2 separate regions of the Hordeum vulgare genome follow, and region 2 is linked to region 1. Evidence: chromatin contacts called from public Hi-C data. All regions are on one chromosome and are shown on one strand. The core of a region is the stretch at or near the end of the contact, and the rest is flanking DNA. Distances in the headings are between cores, read along the strand shown.

What was found. A called contact is a pair of places that touch in the nucleus more often than the background predicts.
Region 2: a contact with region 1 is called in a Hi-C map of leaf, with 3 times the contacts expected there. The contact joins the promoter of LOC123444560 here to the enhancer-like site in region 1. A contact is called at or near these places in 2 of 6 Hi-C or Micro-C datasets (both in leaf).

What each region holds. Positions count from the first base shown.
Region 1 is chr3H:509,311,903-509,318,040 of MorexV3_pseudomolecules_assembly, forward strand. No RefSeq gene overlaps it. Among protein-coding and RNA genes, the nearest start is that of LOC123440327, 49 kb to the right of the region's middle. Within about 2 kb of position 4,074, at least 3 of the 3 cell types and tissues checked have open chromatin away from gene starts, as enhancers often do. A contact at or near this core is called in leaf, where this site is marked.
Region 2 is chr3H:509,420,935-509,427,056 of MorexV3_pseudomolecules_assembly, forward strand. LOC123444560 (vacuole membrane protein KMS1) reads left to right here and starts at 2,257. Exons shown (of 8, transcript XM_045121328.1): 1 at 2,257-2,625; 2 at 3,866-4,077; 3 at 4,198-4,276; 4 at 5,094-5,396; 5 at 6,094-6,122. The coding sequence starts at 2,553.

The sequences.
Region 1 (6,138 bases), core at 2,824-5,323:
TGGGATACTCAGTATAGCTAGGGTTCAGCAGCACTAGCATACTTGTATCGTGAGGTAAGAGCTATGTGCAGACATTTATCTTTCATTTGCCATGCTTCACACATTGCTAACATATGTATGCTTAATTGCAGTTGGACCAGGCGTCAACGAGGACAAAAGACACATCTTCATTGTGCGGGTTTGTGTGGAGCCTCTCTGTGTGGATGTGGGAGTGGTTGCCGGTTGGACGACCCGTGTTCAAGACCCCCGATAAGCCAAACCCCAATCCGCAAGAAGGGCTTCATGATCAAGATCCATCGCCGCCCCACAATTTCCTATTATTGGGATCAGGTGTTTGTTTACACCGGAAGCTCTCATGTGCAATACAAGTGTTATGTGAATGAGCTGGACACCTTAACTGCTCAGCAGGTACCAACATTTCATCTCCTCCTATTGTAGGTTTTATGGCGGCCTTATGAGAATGTGTACCTAATACCTCAGCAGTTGCCTTGGTCCTCCATGCCTTCCCATACTTCACGTCATAACCATATAGTTTTTTCGTCGTCCTTATGAGAAACCTCACATTGATAGTGGGATAATAGCTATGTCTCTCATAAATTTGTATCACAGGTACTCACACGTGAGCTAACGGTGTGGGAACACAACTTCTTAACACCCATTCTTTGGTTTCTTCTAACTTTCTTGCACGAACCTTCCATGGGCATCCTTCATCTACTTTCTCACACTTCATGGTGAACCGCAAATTTATGTCGAGATGCTCAACATAAAATGGCATGTGGTTCCGAATGGCATGGTCACACAACCAAACCTTCATGGCATCCAAAGTTGGGAACTTCACTCCTTTCTACAAATAAGCATTCTTGTACTCATCCTCATCCCTTGGTTCGCCTGGATCAAGGCAAGGTGTTGGCTCAATCGTCGTCTTTCTCATGCCACCATCAACTACGGCTTTATGGGCAAGGCTGAGATCTCGAAACAAGTGAATTCTTTTTTCCAAGCCGCTCAACTCAAAGTGAATTTGGTTTTGCTCCTTCGTGTATACATCCTCGTCCAATTCTTCCCGAGGACCTTCGTCATCTGAGTCATACCCATATAGACGCCTAAAAGGTAACTCAGGATCCATCTCCTTTTGTGATATGTACGTATCCAAGTGACCAATATTAATACAATGAAACCCTTCCTCTACCTCATCGAAATCACCATCAACATCACCATCACCATCCTTTTGAACTACTTCCTCACTAGCAATCACATCAACTTCATTTGCTTGGCTGGTTGGTGGTGGGCTACAAGCATTAGGGGCATGCAATTCAACCTCACTTTCTTTGCTAGTTGATGGTTGGCTATAAGCATTGGAGGCATCAATCATAATTCTTTGTTCAAAAAAAGGCACACTTGTCCTCTCAATCATTAGGAAAGAGACAAGCCGGTTCAAGTCAATTTCAGCCCAGGTAGTTTATCCTTCGTGGCAAACAATTCAATTGAATTGCCATCTGATTTCTCAACTTGTTCCTTGTACACGTCCCAATGCAAGTCAGAGGTGATAGGCATACTTTTCAAGCGAGATTTGACTCCAACTCCAACATCATACCTTCCTACTAACTTAACATCATCATTGAGGTCCATCCACTTTAAGACATGTCTCACTTTTGCAACAAGCACATCATAGCTAGGGCTTGTATAAAAAACAATGGCTTCCTCATCCCCATCAGCATTGTTAGTCAAAAAAAATTGTCCTTGTCCATATAATGAACATTAACAAGTCTCCCCATCTAAAATCAACAATAATGAATTAAGCACATCGATGATAATTTTGGGTTGCTTAAAATAAATCCATTATGCCCACATCATATCAACACTAAATTATTAAACGAAATTTACAACACATCATATACTAACATATTCAACAAAATGCCCCAAAGCCCAAAATAATATACCAACATATTGAACAAACCTATATAATCTAAGAACTACAAAGAAATCCCTAAAACTAAGAAATAATCTACTTATCTAACATCACCCATTCTTCACAAATACTCTGAAAATAAGATGTTAAAAAATGAAGGGATTGGGGAGATTACCTCAAGGATGATTGGGGTGCTTGGATCCACACACTTTAATGGAGGAGGGAGTAGATCAGGGAAGCTGAAGTGTGAGTGCGAAAAGGGGGCGAGAGCCAGATGCGTTGTGGGCTAGAGAGGAACAAAGATGCACCGGGTGGGGCAGGCCCGCGCGGCTGGTTGACTTAACTGGGCCAGACACCAGGGTGTGTGGCGTTTGGGCCTGGCGACCAGGCGCCAGGGTGCCTCGTGTCTGGTCATTTGCCACATCATCACGGCAACAACAATGGAGGAACGAGCGGGCCCGACCCAAAATCCAGGGTACCTCGCGTCTCCGGTGCAACCCAAATGCGAAGGATGCTGGCGTCAGTCAAGACGTTAGATTTGATTTTTTTTTTGAATGTGAGGTCAGATTTGTATTTTATCATGCTTTTAGGTTAGAACCAAAAAAAATGTCCACTTTTTGGTGCTCGCTAGGGTTAGCAGCGAACGAGGGGATATGTCAGGAAGAGAGATGAGCGCACGAGCGGTACAACGTACCGATTTGCGGGAAAGGGAGCGGAGAAACACTTGTCGATTTCAGGGTGTCGCGGTGAAACGTTTGCTTTTGTGGTGGTAATTCAACTGTAAATTGGCTCAACTTTTGTCTTCATTTTCATGAAGTTGGGCTTTTCCGTCTTCTTCTTTTTACACCGGGGTAGGGCTTAGCTTCTCGAATTTAGTTGAGTTCATGAAATTGAGAGGTGGATAGGATCCAAACAAGCCCTAAAAGCATGCTTTTATCCATGGATTATCCCACATTATGATGGAATGTTGAGTAAGGAATAGGAAAACAAAAGCACATGTGTCTTTGTGTCCTGCTACTTACTACTCCTACTTGGGTATCAATGTGTGTGGGGGGGCAACAGTGAGTAAGGAAAAAGGCAGTGCTGAGGGGTTCCCTATTGGGACCTCCTATATGGCGCTGCAAGAGCCGGTTTGTCCTCCTGGCGCGTGCAGCGCCCCGCATTGGGCCGGCCCATCAAACAGCTTGGCGCCCGTGCAGGCCCCGAAAAAGTTCATTAATTTTTGGAAAATAAAGTACACCAATTATGCAAAAACAATTCTTCAAATGGGAAAAATGTTGATAGATTTTAAATATACTAATTATCAAATTTGGAAAAAAATTATCACATTTGATAAAGGTTCATTATTTTTTATAAAAAGTTCAGTAGTTTTAAAAAACGTTCATCAAATTTGAAAAAAAAAAATTTAATCGACTTTCAAAAAAGTTCAACGAATTTGAAAACATTTCATCAAAATTTTGAAAAAATCGTAGAAGGTCATCAAATTTTTAAAAAAGGTAATTTTTTTCAAAAAAAGTTCAATGAATTTGAATAAAGTTCACCGATTTTTTTTTTAAAAAAACATCAAATTAGAAAAAATCCCTGAATTAAAAAAGAGTTCATTAATTTTGAAAAACAAATCATAGAATTTTGGAAAAGTTCATCAAATGTGAAAGAAGTTCATAATTGTTTTAAAAAAACTTCATGGAATTAAAAAAAATCATCGAATTTGAGAAAAAAGTTCATCAAATTTTTAAAAACTTTCATTCGGTTTGAAAAAGTTTGGTGAATTTTAAAAGAATATTCCCAAACTTTAAAAAAATCATCAACCCATGAAGAAAAACTAAAACAGAAAACAGAAGAAAAAAACGAAAACCAAAGAAAGAAATAAGAAAAGAGCAAAAGAGAATTAGTCATCATATCTGGTTTAGTGACGTGGTGGTTAGTGTGTGTTAACCCGAGATGTTGGTCGAGAGTTCGATTCTCCACGGCGCCTAGTCCTTTTTCTGTACTCGGAACAGAAATAAACAATGCTGAGATATGACCCAGCCTAGTACGGGTCGCTGCAGGCGCCGGTTAGCAGAATTGCCCGACGCCTGTGGCGCCAAATAGGAATTATATTCCCTATTTGTGGCGCGTTACAACATAGCCAGACATTTGCACAATGAGTGCTTGGGGATGGAATCGCCCATGTGCATCCAATGCAGTGTGGCGTTGTTTAGGCCTGCCTCTTTATTATCACTTTCTTACGAACATTATAGAATGTTTGATATTTTTTTTCGGCGTTGCTCTTTCATTTTTATTGGTCTGTGTTTCGTACTGTTTGTTTTATCTTTTTTTCCTCTCTTTTTAAATTCATAAATTTGAAGAATGTCTCATTTTTAGTAATGGTTCAGATTTTCAAAAGGTGTTTGGGTACATTCAAAAATTGTTCATATTTTTAGTTTTTTTACAATTTTTTACAAGTTCGAAATTCAAAATTATTCACAAATTTCAGAAATTCAAATTTTGAAAGATTGTTCATGTCTTTTTTTAAAACAAGCTATTTGTTTTTGCACAATTTCATAAAATGTTGGGTATTTGAAAAAAATACATTTACAAAAAATATTTGGGTTTTCAAAATGGTTTGTGTTTTCACATTATTTTCCAAAATTTGTTCATGTTTTCCAAATTTTGTTCAAAATTTCAAATCTTGTTTAGAATTTAGAATTTTGTTGAAATTTTTGAAAAATGCCACATGTTAAAAAAATGGAATTTCCAAATTTGTTTATAACTTATAAAACCATTTAGAATTTTTTATTTTTTTTAAAAAACACAGTTTTAAAGAAATTTCAGTGAATCATTTTTTTAATTTTAAAAATATAAAGTTGTTCCTGCTGATAGCTCATTTGTTTTTTTATCAAAATTTTTACCCAATTGCACACAAAGACAGAGTTCTAGTTTTAAAAATTGACTCAGAAGGAAAATCTGTCCCAAAAAACGAATTTAGCATTCTAAAATTTTCGAATTTGACTTAACTATAAATATAATATTTCTGTAATAGGATATTTGAATTTTAGAAGCTGTGCTGTCCAAGGGCCCGACAGGCAATCATGGTCTGCCTATCTAGTTCGTTTTGTCGATCAGAATTATGGTGAACTCGGCTACGGGGAGCGCACATTATCCCATGTCATTTTTTCCAAGAAGAAAACAGCACAGGAGATCAGCAACTAATAAATACAGTAGCTGCTGATTTGTATCTCTTGCTGTTCTGGCTGCCACATGGTTCGTAACAGAGGTGTATCCACAGTCAACAGAGCTCGTGAGAGTGAGATCGCGTATGCACGCACACGCACACGCACACACACACACACAAAGGTGGGCTGTCACGGAGAGGTGACCCGCCAGATTTTTTTACCACGTGCAAATCGCAAACGAATGAACATGAAACGTATGAATTCAATTTAATATCGTCACTGTACACACACGATCAACTACAAGCCCCGAACCAAGAAACGAAATTGCACCCGGAACGCCCATGAACCCACAACAACAAATCCCACAAAAGAACAGCATGCGCGTCGCGCACGCACGGCGGCGCCACCGGGCGCCACAGCGCACGCACGCCTAGCAGAAGATGTAGACGAAAGCGGCGGCGGCGACCGACACGGCCGCGAAGGCCGGGGCGGCGCCGGTGGCGCCGGAGGTGGGCGCCGCGGCGGGCGCGTCGGCCGCAGAGGCCGTGCCGACCAGAGACGAGGCGACGACGACGGCGACGGCGGCCGCGGCGAGGATCTTGGCCTTCAACTGCCCTGCCATCTTGGTGGCCTGGCTTCTTGCTTGCTTGAGGAGAGGAGGGCGAGGAAGGAGGTTCGCTCTGTTGCTGCTCAGTGCTGATTGACGCCGGCGTTTGTTGCTTCGACGGGGGAGCGGGGGAGGTGCTTTTATACAGCTGCGATTAGGCCGGCCTGCCTAATATAAGCTGGCGAACGGGAGGACGGCCGGCTGTCGTGTGGCTGGCTCGGGTTCATCGCGCGTGCGTGAGTGATTTCCGGCGCCGGTACGTGGGGTGGGGGAGGTTGGTGCGGGGCCCGTCGCTGCGCTGGAGCGGCGAATTATTCGCGCGGCAGCCGGCAATGGCACATGGTGGGTGCCGTGGCAACGACTCTCCCGTGCTGCTGTGCTGGACTCCGCCGCGCGCGGCGGTACAAACTTTCACATCATCTTAAAATTGCATGAACTTCTTTTTTTTTTCACACAGATCGCATTTCAAG
Region 2 (6,122 bases), core at 1,007-3,506, 110 kb after region 1:
GGAAGAGAGGAGATGGAGTTGGAAAGCCTATAAGCGATGAACTCGGAGGTGAGTTGTCTATGGCTTTGCGACGAAAGGGCACCATCAACCCTCTTGCCTCGACACATGTGAGGCATACAACTGACAATGTTCCATCCTGGCCCTCCTTTCCATGGTCTTGCACGGATAATCCAAGGACACCCTCTATCCTCACATGCAACCGTGTAACGCAGCTTCATGTTTGAATGAACAACTTTGTGTGGCCTATAATGCGTAACAGAATATTCATCCAACCACATCTTCAGTTCAAAGAATGTTTCGAACTTTGACCCCGGCAAAATAATATTCTTCCCATGTGTGTCCCGATGAGAAGGTGGCCTAACTCCAAACAATATGCCTTCGCCTCCGTCAACCACGGCTTCATCCGCAAAGCTAAGATCCTCGAACAATGGTTTCCAGTGATCATGCTTTAATACCTTCGTGAAAGCTTCAACCTCCTTTGCCGTGAACCCTTCCTCATCAACTTCTTCATCGGGACCCTCATCGTCAGAATCAGAGGCATAGCCATGTGAGTACGGAATAGAATGGTCCATTGTCTCTTGCAAATTATATTTGTCCAAATCACCAAGATTGTTGTCATGAAGAACATTACCATCATTCTCATCATCATCGTGCTCATCATTAGCCTCTACCAATGGTTCATGTTCAATGTTGACCTCTTCGTTGGCCTCATCGACACAAGAAATAGGTTCAATGTTGGCCTCTTCGTTGATGGGTGCAGGAATAGCTTCAACAATCGAAGAGGCAACCCGGTTCAAATCCAACAAGTTAGGAACATTTGTTTTGATGGCAAATAACTCTAGAGCCTTATCTAGTGATTCGGCCACCGTATCCTTGTATGCAAGCCAACGTTGCTCGGAGTTGACACACATGGTCTTCCAACAAATGTGCATTCCGAATCCCACATTATGCCTACCATCAAACTCAACTACATCACTAGGGTCCATCCAATTCAAATCCTTTCGGACTTGTTCCAACAATTCACCATAGCTAGGACACAAATCGAACACCATGTCAAGCTCATCCGGGTCCGGATCAATACTGCCTTTTAAAAAGGCATCCTTGTCCACGTGATGAACATAAACACATGTTCTTCCCATCCCTAAACAAGAAAACATAGAACTTTTTTATAAGCAATCATACAACTACAATATCTACTTACTAACTTCCAAACATCCATAACCCTAACACCATCATAAAACTAACACAACCAAACATCCCTAACCCTAGCCTAACCATAGCCTAACCCTAGCCTAACCCTAAAACAACCATAATGCAAACATCCAAACAACCCTAATCATAACACCATCATACCCCTTATCATAACATACAAACAAATACAACAATATCATATACATTCCACATTTCATGAAAAACTAGGGTTTCCTCAAATTTGCAAAAAAAGACCACAAGATATTTTTCTTTGGATGAGAATGAGGGGAGAGGTGGAGATTACCTTAGGGGAGTGATTGGACAACAAATGCCCGCTCCAAACCTTCAGATTTGGTGAAGGATTTGAAGAGGGGCCCGTGGCTGGGAGAGGGGGCTGGGGGAGGGGAATGAGGAGGGGGTGGGGAGGGGGGCTGGCCCGTGCCTGTTTAAGTCAATGTGTGGCGCCTAAGCGTTCGGCGCCACACATTACAATGTGTGACGCGTGAGGCTTAGGCGTCACACGGCTTTCTGCCAGGTGGTCGGGGGGGTATGTGGCGCCGAACGGCTAGGCGTCACACAGTGTAGTGTGACGCCTAAGTGTCGGGCGCCACACAAAAGGGTCAGCCGAGTGACATATTTTTTCCGAAGGGTCATTATTCAGTGAGTTCTTTCACCCTAGGGGCCACGCTTGCGAAAACAACGCGTGGGCTGGCCACCTTTGCGAAAAATCGACCCAACATGGGAGATCGGGATAAAGAGCATCTTCCCTGTATTCTACTACTACTATTCCGGAGCCGCCATTTCCCCAGCAGTGCGCCATGCCTTGGAACGCCTTGCAAGCAACGACAAGCAGCAAGGGCTCCCCCCACGTACACGCACAACCACCTCCCGTGCACGTCTCCCGTCTCCCGTCTCCCGGCGCGCGACCCGCCGCACCGCCCCACTCGCCGAGAACCGCCACTGACGCCCGGGCCCGCCAGACGAGACAAACCAACGGGCCCAGCGCGCAGCGCCAGTTTTTTTTTTCCCAGCTAAACGGCGAGTCCAGATTTCGCAGCGCAGCACCCGTCCCGCAGCAACGGAAACAACGGCCCTGGGGCTGGGGGAGAGAACCGGCCGGAGAAATATAAAAAAAAGAGACAGGCCGCGCGACGGGAGCCACCACGCCATTACTTCGGCGCCCCGCCCCGCCCTCCTCCAACCGCCACCTCCCTCCGCGATCTCGCCGCGCGATCTCCGACCGCCCAGCCGCCCACCGAGCCCCCGCGGGAGGAGCCTCGAGCCGTCGCCCCGGGCGTCCCATGGTGGGGCCGGCACATCGGGGCCGCGAGATCTAGGGTTTTCGCGCCGCGGCGGGAGCGATGGGGCGCCGGAAGGCCACGGCGGCGGGGCCGGCCCGGGGCTCTTCGAGGGCCGGGGACGGCGTAATCTCCGGTGAGATCCGCGCCTTCGTTTTTTTTTATCCGCGTGTCGCGGTGCCAATGCGTTGTCCGTCTTCTGGATCGAAGCTAGCTGCCGCCGGCCGTAATCGTAGCGTGGGTTTGGAATGGGGCTGTGGTTGTCTAGCTGAGCTGGGCTGGGGATGCCCGCGGGGGGCAAGCGCTATAGACGTCAGCTATTTGTCAGTGCTAGCATGGTGATGTCATTTATTAGCATTTGCTCGGATTTAAATGTAGTCACCGTCCTGTGACATGGCGTGTACGCGATACATCAGGTTTTTTTTGCTTTATCAGCGTTTGCGACCGCAGAGTTTCACTATGAGCCTGCACATGTCGCATAGATTCGAGTAGCGATGTAGATGTGTTAAATGAACCCATTCCCATTTATGGTAAGTTAGTATAATCTCATTGGATGCCTGCTTTCTTCGGTATCTGAGGTGAAGCATTAACCTAGGATCGAAACAAATTCAGTGATATAAACCTAGGTGCCAGGTGCCCACCGTCTTGCATTGCTGCTTAGCTACCTGCCTAAGCTCACATAGGTGCTAAGCGTGGGCATGCAGCATCATTTGACTTGTGATTGAACATGGCTGCACTGCAAAATGACTTTGCTTGTTACAACTCAAACCAACGTGTTCATAATTTAACAAACTTTTTGTGGTTTCTTCAGTTCAACAATGTCTAGCAGGGAATGCTGGATATCTAATTTGGTTCTGTATTCCACACCATTAACTTTGTCGAACTTGGCTGCACTGCAAATGGCCTTGCTTGCCACAACTCAAACCAGAGAAAAACTAATCAAGCCCTCCCAATTTACTACTGTATTTGGTTACATGTAGCTACTATTTCATGTTAAAGATCTTTACCATATCTACTGCTCAATTGCAATGCCTGTATCGTTCCTTCTTACATAGCAAATCAACTTGGCAGTTCAAAATCAAGTTAATTCATATGAACCACCCGTTCTTGATAACTGGTCCTGCTAACACAGTCTAGTGGTTGTGCTAATGACTGGCTAGACAAATAATTTTATGTCTGGTTAATGAGAAAACTGCTTGCATTCCATTTATCTCCTTTGTTGACTCAAAACTTGGCATCTTAGTATCTTCTACCTGGTACATGTTGCTTTAGTTAGATCTGTTGTAGTAACACAGCTTTTTACAGTTGGGTATTCTATGTAACCAATTGAAGTTGACATACTGTGTTGTGTAACCTAACTGTTTATTTATTTTCAGAAATCCGTGAGAAACATAAATTGGAACTGGAGAATTTGACACTAACAAAGCACCCATTCAAGACATTGCACTTTTTCATGTTAGCTATGTTGCAATACTTGAAAAGATCAGCAGCATATATCCTGAGTAAAGGTGCTTTGTTTGTTGTCCTAATTGTTTTGGTGGTAATTCCTGGAGTTGCACTTCTGGTTACGGATGGTCTGCACAAAAAGGTGTACTACATTTCTATGGGTGACTCATTACATTTGTTGAGTAGACTGACATACTAAATGTGGATAGTGCATTTTGTAAACCACATGAGTGCTAATGTTTGTTTTCTGGTTTCTATGCAGCACGTGCAGGAGTTCCTTAATTATGCTAGATTTGTGTTGTGGTGGGTTTCATTAGGCGTGGCCTCGTCAATCGGACTAGGCAAGTGTCATTAACTTCTCTGAAGATTATGTAGTCTGATCACGCATTGTAAAGGAAGCGCAAATGAATAGTGTGTTAATATACGTAATATTGTCCCTTTTGGTCCTACAACTAGTTTCCCTTTTATACTTAAACAGTTAAACTATACTGTCTGGTGGCTGAAGCATCTAGTGAACATGAATTAGTTGGCTAGAAATTAATTTGAAAAATTAATGCCTCCTTTATTTTTGTTATATTTTTAGTTATTTCTGTGTTATTACAAAGTAAATATCAGCAGAAAATTATAATGTATTGACCTTGGGAAAATAATTAAAGGTCATACTTAGTGAAAATCTCGAAAGGTTATAATTGGGGAGGAGAGCAAAAACTGCAGCATTGCCAAGTTGTACAGTAGAGTTAGAAGTTGTGGCATTTTAAAGTGTTGGTTTTAAGTTCTTGCAATGACTAGTGTATATTGCGCTCTTTTGCACCCAAAGAAGGATACAGTTACCATATTCATGTTTCTAGCAGAATATGTGGATATTTGGAATTGTCAGATGATTTTGAGACATCATTTAGGCAAACTGTGAGAACAATATTTGGTCATCTTAGAGACTTAGGCATGGTAAAGCCTATACCAAGCTTAGTTAGTATTGTATACTCAATTAGCAGTTGTCTTGTGATGTTGATGATAGGTATCCCTTTATCATATGCCAAGGCACGTAAAACTGAATGCTTGAAGTGTTATAATTGGAAAATAGAACTTTAAAGTTTATTTGTTTGCTTGGAGCAAAGGAGTTCATTTTTGAAAATTGATGGATTAGTATTTGAAATGCAGGTTCAGGTTTGCATACATTTGTGCTGTATCTTGGGCCCCACATTGCTCTCTTCACTATTAAGGCCGTTCAATGCGGTCGTGTCGATTTGAAGACCGCTCCATATGATACCATACTGCTTAAACAGGCGCCATCATGGCTTGACAAGAAGTGTTCGGAATTTGGATCGCCGATGTACCCTTCATCAGATCATTCGGTGATGATCCCAGTCTTTGATCTACTCCCTCAGGTTCAGTTGGAAGCTGTTCTTTGGGGTATCGGGACAGCACTTGGCGAGCTCCCTCCTTATTTTATATCACGAGCCGGTAATTGTGCAGTTCATTTTATTCTGAAGTAATTGTGATATCCTGTTAGATACTTTACAGCTGTACAGTATATATTATATTCAATCTATGTGAAGATAATAATAATATTACTTCTTTCTATATTGTTTCTTAACTGATTTCCCTTGAACACTATCTATAGCATCGACTTTTTATTATACTATGTAACATGCATGCCATCATTATCATATCCATTTAGCTTTTGACTTGTGCCCTTCCGTAGGTACCTAAGTTCAGCAGCTTCATTAATGCAGTGCTGACACATTGTAGTAGTATTTCATGGTTATTGTTTATTTTCCTCCTATAAAAAGATTGAAACTCTTACTAATCTAAGAAAACGGTACTCATTTCATTCTCAGTAATGGGATGTAATACAATTTTTGTGGCCTCCTTGTGGGTAAACAGTACTGGTTTCATTCTCAGTAATTGGATGTAATACAACTTCTGAGACTGTTTGTCACTATAGTCATGTCTTAGGAAACTCTCTTTATTCCTGCGTGTTCTCTTTCCTTGCATGCTGGAGTTGATAATTTCAGGGCTATTGTTATGGTCGAACTCTAGAAATTAATTTGTAGCAAAGCATATCTTGTGCGTTTTTGAAATCTGCAATCTTCATTATCTCAAGGTTCGTCTTTTTTAAGCTATCCATACTGAGCAAATGATCTTTTTCATGTTGCAGCTCGTTTGTCAGGAAGTGAGTTAGAAGCT